2 separate regions of the Bombyx mori genome follow, and region 2 is linked to region 1. The links are chromatin contacts, called in public Hi-C maps. All regions are on one chromosome and are shown on one strand. Each heading gives the region's core, a stretch centred on a gene start, on an enhancer-like site or on the middle of the called end of the contact. The rest is flanking DNA. Distances are from core to core; before and after follow the strand shown. Region 1 overlaps LOC101740445 (microtubule-associated serine/threonine-protein kinase 2). Region 2 holds the start of Tua1 (alpha-tubulin).

What was found. A called contact is a pair of places that touch in the nucleus more often than the background predicts.
Region 2: a contact with region 1 is called in a Hi-C map of whole pupa, with 7 times the contacts expected there. The contact joins the promoter of Tua1 here to the enhancer-like site in region 1. A contact is called at or near these places in 2 of 7 Hi-C or Micro-C datasets (posterior silk gland and whole pupa).

Annotation. Positions count from the first base shown.
Region 1 is chr27:1,781,782-1,786,055 of ASM3026992v2, reverse strand. LOC101740445 (microtubule-associated serine/threonine-protein kinase 2) reads left to right here. Exons shown (of 38, transcript XM_021346221.3): 19 at 1-120; 20 at 1,090-1,192; 21 at 1,739-1,881; 22 at 2,483-2,572; 23 at 3,058-3,188; 24 at 3,902-4,038. Among protein-coding and RNA genes, the nearest start is that of LOC134201521, 86 kb to the right of the region's middle. Within about 2 kb of position 1,820, at least 2 of the 8 cell types and tissues checked have open chromatin away from gene starts, as enhancers often do.
Region 2 is chr27:1,965,134-1,969,407 of ASM3026992v2, reverse strand. Tua1 (alpha-tubulin) reads right to left here and starts at 2,146. Exons shown (of 3, transcript NM_001043419.1): 1 at 2,076-2,146; 2 at 1,217-1,439; 3 at 1-1,133. The coding sequence starts at 2,078. The coding sequence ends at 7. LOC101738114 (mucin-2) reads left to right here and starts at 3,538. Exons shown (of 14, transcript XM_021346225.3): 1 at 3,538-3,657.

The sequences.
Region 1 (4,274 bases), core at 571-3,070:
ATAGAGTGGCCGTCGGAAGAAGACTTTCCGATTGCGGTGGAAGCCAGAGCCATCATCACGGAACTCCTCGCGCGCAACCCGAGGGACCGGCTCGGGACTGGCGGCACCCATCAAGTCAAGGTCAGTGCAGACTCTAGTCTGGTCTCGCATGAAGGGCACTTGAGTAGGAAGCACCAGACCTTATTATGAAATGTAGTGTAAAAGCACTATACTCTATTCTAATTACGAAGTTCCTTTTGACACTTCTTAGAACGTAACGTAACGCATTTCTTATTAATAAGCTTTTTCAATACGATCACACGTTGAAGATATTCTTTTTTTTAAGATGTTATGGCTTGGAATCGAAACCTTTAAGTCATGTCGTATATTTTCTTCTTAAATTCTATTGATTAATTAGTTGTTTGATTTGAAACGGCAATCAATTAGGATGTAATTCAATTAAACTAGTTGTGAAGAGATTAAATTAAGTCTTAGTAAACTGGTCGTTTTTTACTGAGACTTTGTTAGTGGACTTTTTGGAAGAAACCGAGCGTCCAGCGGTTTTGTTTCATATATTCACATTTGTGGGTAGTCATAGATTATACTCCGTACAACTAATAACGCACCGTAAACAAATACACAACAATGCACACTGTTTCGCTCCTCGCGTTTCCGTCAAAAAGTCAAGAGCTTCGTCGATAATCTATCTATCTTCTATCTATATATATAAAAATGAATTGCTGTTCGTTAGTCTCGCTAAAACTCGAGAACGGCTGGACCGATTTGGCTAATTTTGGTCTTGAATTATTTGTGGAGTTCCAGAGATGGTTTAAAAGGTAGATAAAAATATGAAAATGCTTGGAAATAAATAAAAATAACAATTTTGTTTTTCCTTTGATGTGTCCCCCGTCGGACGGATTCCTTTTGTTTGTTTTAAGTTTATTTTATACAAAAGCTTAGGTCTTTTATTTATCGATTGAGGCACTACAAAGTCTGCCGGGTCAGCTAGTTAACGAATAGAACTGCTTGCCCACGTGTGGGCGTGCACTAGTCCCCTGCCCCGGCGCCGCCCGCCTGTCCGCAGTGAGGTGACGCAGGTTTTTTCGACAGGACCACGTTTATTTCTACGGCCTGGACTGGAACAACCTGCTCAGGAGGAAGGCCGAGTTCATACCGCAGCTGGAGAACGACGAAGACACCAGCTACTTTGATAGTGAGTCAGTTTTGTTTGTTTGTATGTCAAATTTCTGTCGTGGTACCAGGGTTGTCGCCCACAACAGATTAAAATATGTAAATACGTGATTTTCATTTAAACACATCTAATAAAAGAGGTTTTTAAAAATCAACGAGTCTGTGTGTGTCACTGATAATGTCAAGGCCCATGAGCGATGCTGATTACTTTTTATTCTACAGGGTGGGTTGCACTATGTTTTTGAATATATGTGAACGAAATATACTTTTTATTTTATTGCTTAGATGGGTGTAGGAGCTCAGAGCCCACCTGGTGTTAAGTGGTTACCGGAGCCCATAGATATCTACAACGTAAATGCAGCCACCCACTTTGATATGAGTTCTATGGTCTCAGTATAGTTACAACAGCTGGTTCGCCCTTCAAACCGAACCGCATTACTGCTTCACGGCAGAAATAGGCAGGGCCGTGGTATCTACCCACGCGGACTCACAAGAGGTCCTACCTCCAGTGATCTCTCAAACATAAAAAAAGTTCCGAGTTTGGCACTGAGACGCGTGTGGTGCGCAGGTCGGTGCGAGAGGTACAACCACAGCGAGGTGGACACGGACGAGGCGGCCGACGCGCCCGACGACGGAGTGTTCGCCGCCTTCTCCAGCACCTCGCCGCAGTGGAGGAGGCACCATCACTCCTGCGCCGAGCACGACTCCCGGGTACATATCTTGGCGGACCTTGTGTCATTATTATAGGTCTGAGTAGGTAGATTGATTAAAGGTCGTTGACGTCAAACGTAAAAGATAATATGGATATGCCCCCAAAATACCGGAACTTCATATTTATTGTGATATCTGTTTCTGAATTTTGAAATTAGCATGAATCTGTGTTTAAGGTGAAAAAGGTATTAATAATATTAATCGACTCTACCAGTGCTAGCTAATGGTGAAAGAAATCAGTATTTTATTTTATACAAAAACACCTTTGAGTAGTTACACCGTATTTTGTCCCTTTTTGTTGAATTAGAAATGACGCTTGTCAGTATGAGACGAAACTTAGACAGGGCTTTTGGTTACTTTATCTCATAAATATAGAAATTGTATCCAACGAGGATTAATTTTTTTTTTTACCAATTTCGATAAATAATCTTTATGGATAAAATTGGATGTCCATATTATCTTGACGCGAGTAAATAATATCAATCTACCTACTCCGACCACTGGTCATTATACTTCATGTATTTTTAAGGAACTTCTCTCTTGTTTCTCCTTGGGTCAAGTCATGCAGTAAAAGGTAAATAAAACATTATTTTGCTTATAGAGCACGGACAGCTGGCCTGGCACACCGGACAGCGCCGGGCCGCCCACGACGCCCACAGCGCCTCTGCATCATCATCATCCGAAATGTCCTGTAAGTCCTATATCCACAGCCGGGAACTTCGGCATTATGTTTATTGGTGTAAATTAAAATTTTCACCGTCTGGCCTTTTTTTTGTCTTACCTAAGCTGATGGTCTTGAGAGACCATATTAGCATCACCGGGCGATTAGGTGAACTCACGGGGCTCAAACCTGACGTTGTTGTAAACACGAACGCTAGCAAGAGTCGTGCTTTTCAGAATCTACCACCGGATCGGAAACGCGACTTACTGAGAAGATCCGGCGAGAAACTCAGTGGGCTGTGTCTGTGGGTTGTTTTATCGGTCGGTCGTCTGGCCTTAAGTTTTTTTTTATTGCCCTTGTAGGCAGACGAGCATACGGGCCACCTGATGGTGAGTAGTTACTATCGTCCATGGGCTTCAGCAATGCCAGGGGCAGAGCCAAGCCGCTGCCGTATAATTAAGAGTCCTAGGTGTCCACCCCCCCGGTCTTGTTGTTGATGTTGCTCTGTGTGTCAGGTGGTGGGCAGCAGCCAGCAGGTGTCGGCGGAGTCGTCGCAGACGGACAGCGAGGACGTGTCGCCGGCCGCCCGCCGCCGCGCCCCGCCCCGCCTGCACCTGCCCTCCGCGCTCGCCCTCACCCCCCGACTGTTAGTACCCCGCCCCGCACAATCAGCATTCGCGGGCTCTCACCAGGATATTCACATCTCCGACGCTCCCGACTTGGAGGAAAACATGACATGGCTATAACAATATTTTGTATAAGCCGCGCCAATAAAGAAACGAATCGAAAATGGCGTCTATATACCTGCACTTACAGATGGTAGGGTCAACAAATAAAAAGAAAGATAGAAAGAAAAATTTAGTAAATTGTAAAAAAATAAAAAAATAAAAATGAGAATGTACTTTACTTGTCTTTGGTGCCCTCCACCAGAGGCCACCTGCAGAGGGGGAGGTGTCTCATCTGGGATGCAACTTGCGTAGACAATTTTGCTGTCAGTCATCTAAATCGTACAACTCGAAAGTGAAAAAACTCGAATTCAGCACAAAGTCAGAACTGATTTTTTTTTGCATGCAGTACGCGCCGTGTGCGATACACAGCAATAGTTTAGTGTAAGAGCGCATGATCGCCGCCGTCATTTTAGTTTCTTTATTGGCGAGGCTTATACTAGAGTATACAAATAAAACTGTCGATATTGAACATTGCTTCATTGATTGACAAATACGACCTAATCGAAATGCTAGTAGTAAAATGTGAAAATCTTGTTGAGGTCCCGTCAAATAATAGTATTTATAACCTAAATAGATGCGTAATTTTAATTGTCCATTAATGGGTATTTCATTGATGTGCTTATTCGTTCAGTTCGGACATCCGAAGAGAGGACCGAAGCATAGACAAGCCGGATAGAACGGAGAAGACGAAGCCGACAGCCATTATGGCGGCAAAATCTATGCGGCGTTCGGCCAGCACTTCAGGATTGTCTTTGGTTATACATCCAGGTAATATTTTTAGCTTTTATCTTTTTATTATCATTTAAAATAATTCATTATAAGCGGACTTTTTGGCGGGAACGCGAGGAGTGAAGCAGGAGTTTCTTCAGGTTTAAATGTGTAATAACGGTGATTTATTACCTGTTTAGTATCTGTGTTAGTGCATAAATACGGGAAAATGAAACAAAGCCGCTAAACGTAACTTTTCGGGATCCTTCAAAAAGTCCACTGAAAAAGTCTCAGTA
Region 2 (4,274 bases), core at 897-3,396, 180 kb before region 1:
ATTGGCTTAGTACTCTTCGGCTCCCTCACCCTCGCCTTCAGCGGAGTCCATGCCGACTTCTTCGTAATCCTTCTCGAGGGCAGCCAGGTCCTCACGGGCTTCGGAGAACTCTCCCTCCTCCATACCCTCACCGACGTACCAGTGCACGAAAGCACGCTTGGCGTACATGAGGTCGAACTTGTGGTCAAGGCGAGCCCAAGCTTCGGCGATGGCGGTGGTGTTGGACAACATGCAGACGGCACGTTGAACCTTGGCCAAGTCGCCTCCGGGCACCACGGTGGGTGGCTGGTAGTTGATACCGACCTTGAAACCGGTTGGACACCAGTCGACGAATTGGATAGTACGCTTGGTTTTGATGGTAGCGATGGCCGCGTTCACATCCTTGGGTACGACGTCACCACGGTACAGCATACAGCAAGCCATGTACTTGCCATGACGGGGGTCGCATTTCACCATCTGGTTGGCGGGCTCGAAGCATGCGTTTGTGATCTCGGCGACGGAAAGCTGTTCATGGTAGGCCTTCTCGGCAGAGATGACTGGCGCGTACGTGACCAGTGGGAAGTGGATACGGGGGTAAGGCACCAAGTTAGTCTGGAACTCGGTGAGGTCCACATTCAGAGCGCCGTCGAATCTCAAAGAAGCAGTGATCGAGGAGACAATCTGTCCGATGAGACGATTCAGGTTGGTGTAGGTTGGGCGCTCAATGTCGAGATTACGGCGGCAGATGTCATAGATGGCTTCATTGTCGACCATGAAAGCACAGTCAGAGTGCTCAAGGGTTGTGTGGGTGGTGAGGATAGAGTTGTAGGGCTCGACGACGGCAGTGGAAACCTGAGGCGCGGGGTAGATGGCGAACTCCAGTTTAGACTTCTTGCCGTAGTCAACGGAGAGACGCTCCATCAATAAGGAAGTGAACCCAGAGCCGGTACCTCCACCGAAGGAGTGGAAGATCAGGAATCCTTGCAGACCGGTACACTGGTCAGCGAGCTTGCGGATTCTGTCCAAAACCAAATCTACGATTTCCTTTCCAATGGTGTAGTGACCACGGGCATAGTTGTTGGCCGCATCTTCCTTACCAGTAATAAGTTGTTCTGGATGAAACAACTGTCTGTATGTGCCAGTGCGGACCTCATCTGTGTAAAAAAAAAATACATTTAATATTCCTTAATCTGGTTCAATTAAGCGAAATTTTTGGTCTAGTGCTCGTAATACTGACCAACAACAGTAGGTTCAAGATCGACGAAGACAGCACGGGGTACGTGCTTGCCAGCTCCGGTCTCGCTGAAGAAAGTGTTGAAAGAATCGTCTCCACCCCCGATGGTCTTGTCTGTGGGCATCTGGCCATCAGGCTGGATGCCGTGCTCCAGGCAGTAAAGCTCCCAGCAGGCATTACCGATCTGGACTCCGGCTTGGCCAACGTGTACAGAGATGCACTCACGCTGTGTAAATAAAAGAAAAAGATCAGATAATACATACTAATCAACGATAGCTATGGACTAGGTTTTTAATAAAATTATAATACATTTTTATTTATTGGCTCGATAAATTTACGGTGAAAGGTGAAATCACCACGTCACGCTTTCCGTGTTCAATAAGGCGGCATATTATCTAGAACATTTCATTTTCAACACAGATGATATCACCGGCTTCAAATGAGATCATCGACCATGTGTCCGTGACTAATATGCATTTATTAATAAAAATCGAAGTCTCAAAAGAAACATTTCAGCTAACATATTTAAATTCACTAAATTATTTTGTGGCTAACAAGATTCGAACGACCAAGGGCGTGGTAGCGGCACCTTGAACTAGACCACAAAAACGTCGGCAGACGGAATTTAATCGAAACAAAAAACGACTAAACTTACTAAGCCATTGGGATATTGAAACAAAAGAAGAATTAGGAGATTTTTCACAAACTCAATCTTTCGAACTTTAATTGACACTTATCGAACGTGGCCGTCATTACGTACACAAAATGGTGGCGTTACCGACCGGCACATGAAGCCATGAATTTAGTAAAATATATCGAAGTAAATTTAAAATTAAAGAAATGAAATAATTAAGCAACTCACCATTTTGATTTGAGTTTTTTTCTATGCTTAAATGTAGAATTAAATTATAATCAGTCGTCGTTCAGCGCGACCGGTTAAGTGGCTTGCCAAACGAATGTGAATGCGGCGAAAACCGTTACAACGGCTTATATAGGTTCGGCGTTCTGGGGAATGACGCTATCCGTGCTGTGTTATGATTGGCTGAAAAATTGCCGCACTGGAACCTCCACCAATAAGGTAAAAGCTGCATTATATCTCCATTGCTGGAATAATGTAGGTTGGTTGATGATTCACCGGCGACAATTTTATTTAAGTGTTGTACATTAAATTTCTGATCATCGACCGTCCCAAAAAAAATTTTTTAAATTTTCCTTTTTACTTTTTAAAAATTCCAACCAATCTTCTAACCCTTATTTATTGAGAATGATTATTTGAATATTAGTCTTAGTTACAGCCAGGCCGCTGTGTAGGCCTAAATATTGTTTTCAAACACTGTTCGCAGAAAGACAATTCAAAGTCAAAAGTCTTGTGATAATGCAGGATATTCATCCTAAGAAGCGGTCTGACAAAACCCTGAGTTTGTACAATTTAGAGGCAAAATGGTTAATTAATATTCGGTTTGTGAACCTTTTTTTTTGGGAAGGAAGAATTACATGTCGACCGAAGGTCTTTCTAGTTTCACCAAGACAGGTGGGTGAGCACGGGTTCAACCAGGAGGAGTGAGATTTGCTAACAGCTGCCCGAGCGCCCCCAAAAGAGACTAAACAGCTTAAGGGCAGCTACTTCACGAATACATCTATTACCAGATCGAATTCACGATCCAAAGATCCTGCGAGAAACTTAGATACTTAGAAACTTTTTATAGATGGGATCGCCTCATGGTCATTGAAATGAACCTTTACTGTACCATTTCTGCCTATTAATGCCTATTTATGCCATGTAGCAGTAATGCGTTTCGACTTGAAGGGTAGGGCCACTGTACTCTAAAAACTGAAACCTTAGAACTCATATCTCAAAGTAGGTGGCGGTATTTACGTTGTTGATGTCTATGGGCTTCATTAACTACTTAACATCAGGTGGGCCGTGAGCTTGTCCATCCAACTAAGAAAAAAAAAAACCTAAGCTTTCGAAATTTGAGTTTATTTATAATTTCATGGTTGATCCATAAAAGCTGAGACAACCGACCTGAAGCATTCGGTTCGTATAAACATTAAGATATCACCTAGTCGAGATTTTCGTCATGCTCGCGATTCACTTCTACAACCGCTACAACTGCGGCTAGAGAACACTGCAGCTCAATACAGTACTATTATTGGCAAACGAAAAAAGTTAATTTGAAATTCCATATTGAAAGCATTCTTAAAATAAGCAGACTTAGCTCAAAACTAATTATTTTCAGAATGATAAAATTTTAAACAAAAAGTAGACACAAATTACAATTAAACCGATAAATGTGCGGTTGCGATGCAGTGTCCCAACACTAAAAGCTTTACTCTGTGTGAGTGTCGACTGGGTTCCGCGGGGCCGGCGCGGTGGGGTTCCCACGCGACCACTGCCAGAAACCTTTTGTTCATGTGTGTGCAAAATCAATATGGAATTGAAAGTATGTTTTTTTCGAATACTACTCTTAATTTCGCCAAACTGTGAATTATTATTTAATTTTATAGTGAAATTAGATTAAACTGTATAGTTTTATGGTAGTAAAATTACGTTTTTGTATGTGAAATCATCCAATCGCGTCTAAACGCACACATTGAAAAATTTACTATACACAACACAATGGTACTTTAAACCAGGGCTGCTATGCATGCTAAGCATGGAAGGCACGGATCGCGTCTACTATTTGTGCAGTCAGTAAATGTTGGTAAATGTATTTAAAAATTGTGTAGCATCAACAAGGAAAATTAGATTTTTAGAAATACCTACTTATACTTTATAAAAGTCCGTTTTTAATCAAAAATACAAAAATAGGATGACAGTACCTATCCGCTGTAATTATTGTTTTCTTGACGATTAAATGCATTAGTTCTTTGGGATATGCCGTTAATTAGTATGATGTTAAGTGATTCAATAGACTGTTATTATAGAATAACACTCCAAACAGGCATATAATGTTAAGATTATTATACGCTCGTACTAGAATATTCGATCATCGCTACAGATCTATTACACAGTAATATATTTACACAACGTCTCTCATTATTTCTTGTTTCTTCTTTC